Regions from separate parts of the Mus musculus genome. Here region 2 is linked to region 1. A link is a contact called in public promoter capture Hi-C data. All regions are on one chromosome and are shown on one strand. Each heading gives the region's core, a stretch centred on a gene start, on an enhancer-like site or on the middle of the called end of the contact. The rest is flanking DNA. Distances are from core to core; before and after follow the strand shown. Region 1 has its middle 23 kb from the start of Prss29. Region 2 has its middle 12 kb from the start of Cacna1h.

Region 1 (3,245 bases), core at 151-2,650:
TGTGGGGTTTGGCTCCTATAGTGAGGTGGATCCTCCTCACCACCCTGTCTGTTGTCATCTTAACTTCTCTCTACACAAGTTCATTCCTTCTGGGTAAGGGGCACCACCCCTTTGGGATCCAGGAAATAGCAGGAAAACTTTAAGAGAGAAATATAGGGTGTGGGAGGGTTGGCTAGATGGTTCAGCAGGTAAAGATCCTTGTCACTAAGCCTGAGGACCTAGAACCTACACGGTGGAAGAAGAGAACACAAGTTGTCCCCTAGCCTTCACACATGCAGGCCATGGTATGTGCATGAACATTTACCCCTACACAAATGCGAGCACACACACAAACACATACACACACACAGACACACACACACACACTCACACAGACTCACACACACAGATACACACACACACAGACACACACACAGACACACACAGACACAGACACACACAGACACAATCATGACTGCAATAAAAATAAGCAAATAAACGTAATCTTAAAATCTACAGATGCCAGGTGTCGGTGGCGATGCACGCCTTTAATCTCAGCACTTGGGAGGCAGATGCAGGTGGATCTCTATGAGTTCGAGGCCAGCCTGGTCTACAGAGAGAGTTCCAGGACAGCCATGACTACATGGAGAAACCCTGCCTCAGAAAAAAAAAAAAAACAAAAAACAAAAAGATAAGCATAGATAACACAGTCAGTAAAGCAGGAAGACCAGAGTTAGGCCCCCAGAACCCATGCAGAGAGAACGAGGTGTGATAAGACGTGGTTGTAGCCCTAGAGAGCTGGAAACATGCAGCCTAGAGAAATGAGCGCACTCCAGAAAAGACCAGGACACCCCATTTTGTTGTTGGGTTGGTTTCTTTTGGCAGGGGGTGTCTTTTGGGGTGTTCATTTTTATTTTTGGTTTTTTAGGATAGGGTTTCTTTGTGTAGTCTTGGTTATCCTGGTTGTCCTTGCCCTGTAAACCAGGCTGGCCTCAAACTCAGAGAGAGCCATCTGCCCTTGCCTCCCAGGTGCTGGGATTAAAGGTGTGAGTCCTAACCACACAGCTGGGAAAACTAAAACTAAAACAAAACAAAACAAAGGAAAAACAAAACGAAACAAAACAAGTCTAAGGAGTGACATCTAAGGTTGACCTCTGACCTTCACACATACACACAGACATGTGCACACAGACAGACAGGGGTTGAGTGGGGGACGCGGACTGAGGACTGCAAGGCTCCCCACAAACAAACCAACAAATGCAGCATAGCCTTTCCCCCTTGGCCTTCTCTGCCATCCTTCCTGCAGGTAACAAGAGGCACCCTTCTTTGCCAGATTAACAGTTCACATGACTGTGCCCTGGGGAAGGTCCTGGAGGCTCACCTTCCCACAGACACTGCCACGCTCAGGTCAGCTCCGTTTCTGCTGTTTGAAATGCCATGTGGGGGGTTGCAGTCAGCTGCAGCAGTGGACTTTAGCCTGTCCCCGTAGTGTCCTGTGTGTGTGTGTGTGTGTGTGTGTGTGTGTGTGTGTGTGTGTGTGTGTGTGTGTGTATGTGTGTCAATTAGCCTAGGCAGGCTCATCAGTAGCCCTGAAAGTCCTCTGTCCCCACCTTCCCAGCCACAGGGCCACAAGTGTACTGCCATGCCCAGAGTTTTTCTTGTTTGTTTTTGTTTTGTTTACATCCTGACCATGGTTTACCCTCCCTGCTCTCCTTCCAGTCCCTCCCCCTGCCCTCCCCTCCTGCCTCCACTCTTCTTCCATTTCCCTTCAGAAAAGAGCAGGCCTCCCTTGGATATCAGCCACTGCTTATCAAGTTGCACTAGGCACCTCCTCTTCTATTCACGATAAACAGGAGGAAAGGGTCCCAAAGGCAGGCAGCAGAGTCAGAGATGGCCCTGCTCCCACCACAGGGGTCCCACAAAAAGACCAAATTACACAATTGTAACATATGTGCCGAGGGCCTAGGTCAGGCCCATGCAGGGTCCCGGATTGGCAGTTAATCTCTGTGAGCCCAGGTTTGTTGATTCTGTGGTTCTGCTTGTGGTGTCCTTGACCCCTCTGGCTCCTCCAATCCTTCCTCCCCCTCTTCCACAGGATTCCTCAAGCTTCATCTAAGTTTGGTTGTGGGTCTCTGCATCTTTTCCATCAGTTCCTGGGGGAAGCCTCTCTGATGACAGCTGAGCTAGGCATGACTCTCTGAGTATAGCAGAATATCATTAGGAATCATTTATTTCATTGACTTTTTAAATTTTTTGCCAGTCATCTTTAGTTCTCTCCTAAGGACTCTGGGCTTTCCAGCCTGTGGTTCCTGACCCTCCAGGCAGTGTCAGGGGTGGGGTCCCTCTCAAGCTGGGTCAGCCATGGTTGGCCACTTCCACAATTTCTGCACCACATTTACCCCAGCACATCTTTTTTGGTTTTTGGGGGGTTAGTTGGTTTATTTGTTTTTTGTTTGTTTGTTTGTTTGTTTTTTGAGACAGGGTTTCTCTGTGTAGCCCTGGCTGTCCTGGAACTCACTCTGTAGACCAGGTTGGCCTCAAACTCAGAAATCCACCTGCCTCTGCCTCCCGAGTGCTGGGATTAAAGGCGTGCACCACCACGCCTGGCTCTCCCCAGCACATCTTGCAGGCAGACAAATTGTAGGTTAAAGGTTTTTGCAGCTGGGATTGTGTCCCAATCCCTCCACTGGAGAGAGGCTGGTTCAGGCTTCATATCCCTCATTGCTACAAGCCTTAGCTAGGGTCACCTCATAGATTCCTGGAAGTTTCCATTGCAATAGGTTTCTAGCTCCTCCTAGAGATGCCTGCCCCCCACCCCCGATTCTTTCCCATGAGTTCTTGGGAGCCAAATTCAAGTCCTCATAACTACACGACACATGCTTTGCTGACTGAGCCATCAGCACAGCCCTGGCTGTGGTCCTATAGAGGTTGCTAATGACACAGAGTAAATGTCACATAGTACACATGCACTCTGGCCTGGAAACCTGCCACGCTGCTACCTGAACTGGATACCCGAAGACCATGGCTCCATGCTTGTCTAGTCTGATGTTGCATGGACCAACTGTCCCCTGTCTCCCAGTGGGTCTTTATTAGTTTTTCTATTTTTAATCTAGTCTCACCATGAAGCCCAAGCGACAACCATTCATGACCATCCTGCTTCAGCGACCCGAGTGCTGGGCTGGCAGGGTACACCACACCCAGCACCCTTGTTAGAGGTTCGTGCCGCTTCCTCCCTTACAGCAGGATTGTTTTGAGATCCTAGGGAT
Region 2 (3,546 bases), core at 418-2,917, 100 kb before region 1:
TGGGTTCTCTGTGTGCTGTGCAGTCACTGGCTATTTTATCTGTTGGACCCAGGCTTCGCACAGGCTAGGCAAGTGCTCTACCAACGAGCTACATCCCTAGCCCTTTGTTTATTTATTTTGAAGTAGGGACTCACTGAGGGGCTCAGGGAAGCCTTAAACTCATGATCCTCCAACTTTAGCCTTCCAAATAGCCAGAAGTACATAACTGCAACACCGGGGCCAGGTTCACCTGATGATCTCAAAGTCACAGGCTTTCCTCAATAATTAGCATTCAGCTCCCAGCTCCCCTTGGTGAATCTGCATGTTTATGGTGTTTGGGGCACATTTTGTTTCCCAGCTCTGAGAACGTAGAAGATTCATTGACTGCGGAAGATTCGCGGCTTTCACTTCAGCAATGGTTTCCACGTGCTCTTTATCTTCTTTCTAGAACTTCTAGAGCAGCTCGCTAACTTTTTTTTCTGGAAAGAGCCAGATTGAAAACTTTGTAGACTTTATGGTCTAGGGGGCCTGTTGCACTTTTCAACTCCTTTGGCTCAGTATGAAAACTGTTTATCATGGCAGTTGGGACTGTGTGTGAGCAGCTGTACAAAGCTGTCCCAGCAAAGCACTATTACAAAATCACACGGTAACCCCCAATTACCTTTGATGGGCCATTCGAGAAGCACGTGAGACCTAGCCCTCCGGCTCCAGGTCTCTCTGCTCTTCTTTATATCTTCCAGCTCTCCCATGCTCTGCGGGGCATCCAGTGATTTCCTCTCTTTATCTTCCACTTCGCTAATTCTCTCATCAGCTGTGTTCAATTAGCCAACTGACCCATTTGTTCTATTTTTTTTTTTTACTTCAAAGACTGTAGTCCAATTATCTGTAAGGTTCACCCCTCCCCCCCATGGTATTTTATTTCTGTCCTTGGGATTTTAATTTGCATCTTTTCCCTAATTTTCAATTTGCTGCTGGGATTTTTGGCCCAGCTGGCTCTTGTTGATGGTGAATACGAAGGAGCCGACACCAGTCCTGGCAATCCAAGGAAGTCATCTGCCAGGTACTGTGAGTTCAGGCCTGGCCGGAGGATTGTTCCTGAGAAGCTATGACATCACACTTGCTGTGGCTTTGGGTATCACTGGCTGGGAATCAACTTCTCTGTGGATTTCTCAATTTCTTAGCTGGAGGACATCCAGCCCTAGAGGTGTGAGTTCATGAACCTTTGTGAAGTACAGCTGACATTTCCCAGAGACCACATTCTCCCCCATCCTGAGTCTGAGGAAAGCAGACCATGTCTGACTGTGAACCCTTCCAGGCTGCCTAGCATTGAGCATCTCAATGTCAGCTTCTGTCCCAGGTCCTCATAGTCATCCATTGGAACAGACATCAGGCTGTCGGCCTGGTTCTATGGAGAATATTTTCTTCCCTCTCTGATAAATCCATCTCCTGGGGTAATGTTTAGCTGTTTATTCAATGTGTCTGGCGTTTGGGACATTATCTGAGTAGATTTCATGTCAACCTTTTCCTGTAGTTCTATGGTCCTTGGGACTCCTGGATCACCCTCTGGCTTCCCTGCAGGCCCTAGACTTGACTGGAGTCTCCCCTGAAGACTTAAAAGTACCAGGGACCCACAGCGACCAACATGGCCAGTTCCCTAACCCCTGGGCCAAAACACATGCCCTGGGGACGCAGAGCAAGCTCGAAGCTTGTCTTGGCACAGACATTAAACATTGATGAGGCTGCTGTCCGTGTTCCAGCTAAGGCAAAATAAAAAGACAGAGAAGACGCCAGTTCTGGCAACGCAAGGAGGTCATCTGCCAGGTGGCTGCAGCAGTCGCTCAATACAGCTATAAGGAAGTGGTAACAAAGGCAATCTATATACATCAGCTGAGAGTGCTTCCCCTGGGAAGCCTGTGCAGCTCCAGGCCCTTCCTGAGGCCACAAACCAGGCTTTGTACACCAGACTTGTGGATGTTTCTGAATGGGGCCAGATCTCTGTGGACAAAATGGGTCTGGTTAACTAGGAGCCCCAGGCTGGACTCAGAGCTGAACTGCCACAATGGCTGGGCAAGAGTCCCAGTAACTTCCCTCAGCCTAAGACTGTTTTAGAATGAATGGCGGCTCCTGAGAGGCATACCCACATCCTAGACCTGTTTAATCTACTGAGATTATTTTGTTGGACTCAGGATCTTGGCATGTGTAATTAAGCTAAGACTCTTGAGGTAGGGTCACCCGGGAACATCTGGGCAGGTTTTTAGCAGAGAGAGAAGTCCCATTGCTAAGAAGGGGAGATAAAGGTTGAGCCATGGAACCTGAAGACGAGGAATCCTGAGTCTGGTGGCCACACCAGGACCTGGAGAGGCAGGAGAAAGATCCCTCCAAAGTCACAATAAAGCTTACTTCTCTTACTTTAATGGCCCTGGTTTGTGACACTATTGCAGACACTGGACACAAAAGCAAGGGCTCCTGGAGGATACTGTGGTAAATGGTTTCAGTGCCTTCAGATGGGGTCCTGCTGTGAAAATAGTTGCCTGAATTTCATGGAAGGAAAACCAAGGCTCAGTACTCCTGGCTGCTGGGGCCAGATCTGGACTTGAATTTGGGTCTCTTACATCCCTTACCTCATAGAGCAGCCGGATGCCTCAGCCAGGTGGGAGAGAGGAACCCTTAACTTCAGACTAAAAAAGTTATCTGGCTTCAAAAGACAAGGTCAGCTTCCTGACATGAGCATGTAAGTACCGCTAGCCAGTGGCAGGAGAGAGGAACCCCATCCCCGCTCAGGGAAGAGTTAGGGACCCTCCCAGTTGCCCTCAGGCAGTCTGAGGTCCTGACTGTGAAGGAGGTGTCCCACACAGAGCAAGCACGAGGTGTCTCAGCCCTGCTCATGTTGCCTGTTGCCCATGTTGTCTCTGGGATTGGAGGTCCTAGGCAGACAGCAGCCCTTGCCACCCAGAACATTGGTCCTCCTGTCATCACCTAACAGGGTGACCCAGGGAGAGCCCCTTCTTCTCACTGGGCCTCGGTGGTCCTTTAGGGGAATGAGATATTGGCTTATCACGGAAGAGTAGAGCAGGTCAGGGGGTGGTGGGAAGAGAAGGAGCTTTGTGGGGCAGAGAACTCAGCTACTTCAGTGGAGCTTCTGGCCCAGTCTGAAGTTGCCTCCCAGGGGTGTGGTCTATGGTGGGGACATGGTGGTCTGGTGGCTCCCATGGTGACTCTGTAAGATCTACATAAGCCCAGCGGTGTACACTAAGGACTGAGGCTTGGAGCCTCTCTGGCCCTAAGAGTGGTGATCCAGAGTTCTGGGATTCTGTGGCATTGCGCAGGCCTGCTGTTGCCCATCACAGGCTGCATCTCTGAGCCTGCCGTCAGCAGAAGGATCAGATCCAGGAAGACAGACGACACTGTGCAACGAGAGGATGTGTGTGGTCTATGACCAAAACATCTCCAAGAACTCGCTGTGCTGATCGGAAATCCACAGCCAGGCTCAGGCCTCCAGGGGCCCCAGCAGGGTAGGCAGGATGGGCTGACATGGGACACAGGACACAGGCGAGCAGTTCAGCCTGC

What was found. Capture Hi-C pulls out chosen DNA fragments and counts their contacts.
Region 2: a promoter capture Hi-C map of liver shows a contact between it and region 1. The contact joins two enhancer-like sites. A contact is called at or near these places in 4 of 39 promoter capture datasets (HPC-7-derived erythroid cells, frontonasal cranial neural crest, liver and 1 more), 4 of 484 Hi-C or Micro-C datasets (cortical neurons, embryonic fibroblasts and nephron progenitors), 1 of 115 datasets of contacts at active chromatin or transcription factors (embryonic forebrain) and 3 of 9 other capture datasets (adipose tissue, liver and pancreatic islet).

What each region holds. Positions count from the first base shown.
Region 1 is chr17:25,339,901-25,343,145 of GRCm38.p6, reverse strand. No RefSeq gene overlaps it. Among named protein-coding and RNA genes, the nearest start is that of Prss29, 23 kb to the right of the region's middle. Within about 2 kb of position 1,400, at least 9 of the 459 cell types and tissues checked have an H3K27ac peak or open chromatin away from gene starts, as enhancers often do. A contact at or near this core is called in liver, where this site is marked.
Region 2 is chr17:25,443,617-25,447,162 of GRCm38.p6, reverse strand. No RefSeq gene overlaps it. Among named protein-coding and RNA genes, the nearest start is that of Cacna1h, 12 kb to the right of the region's middle. Within about 2 kb of position 1,667, at least 10 of the 459 cell types and tissues checked have an H3K27ac peak or open chromatin away from gene starts, as enhancers often do. A contact at or near this core is called in liver, where this site is marked.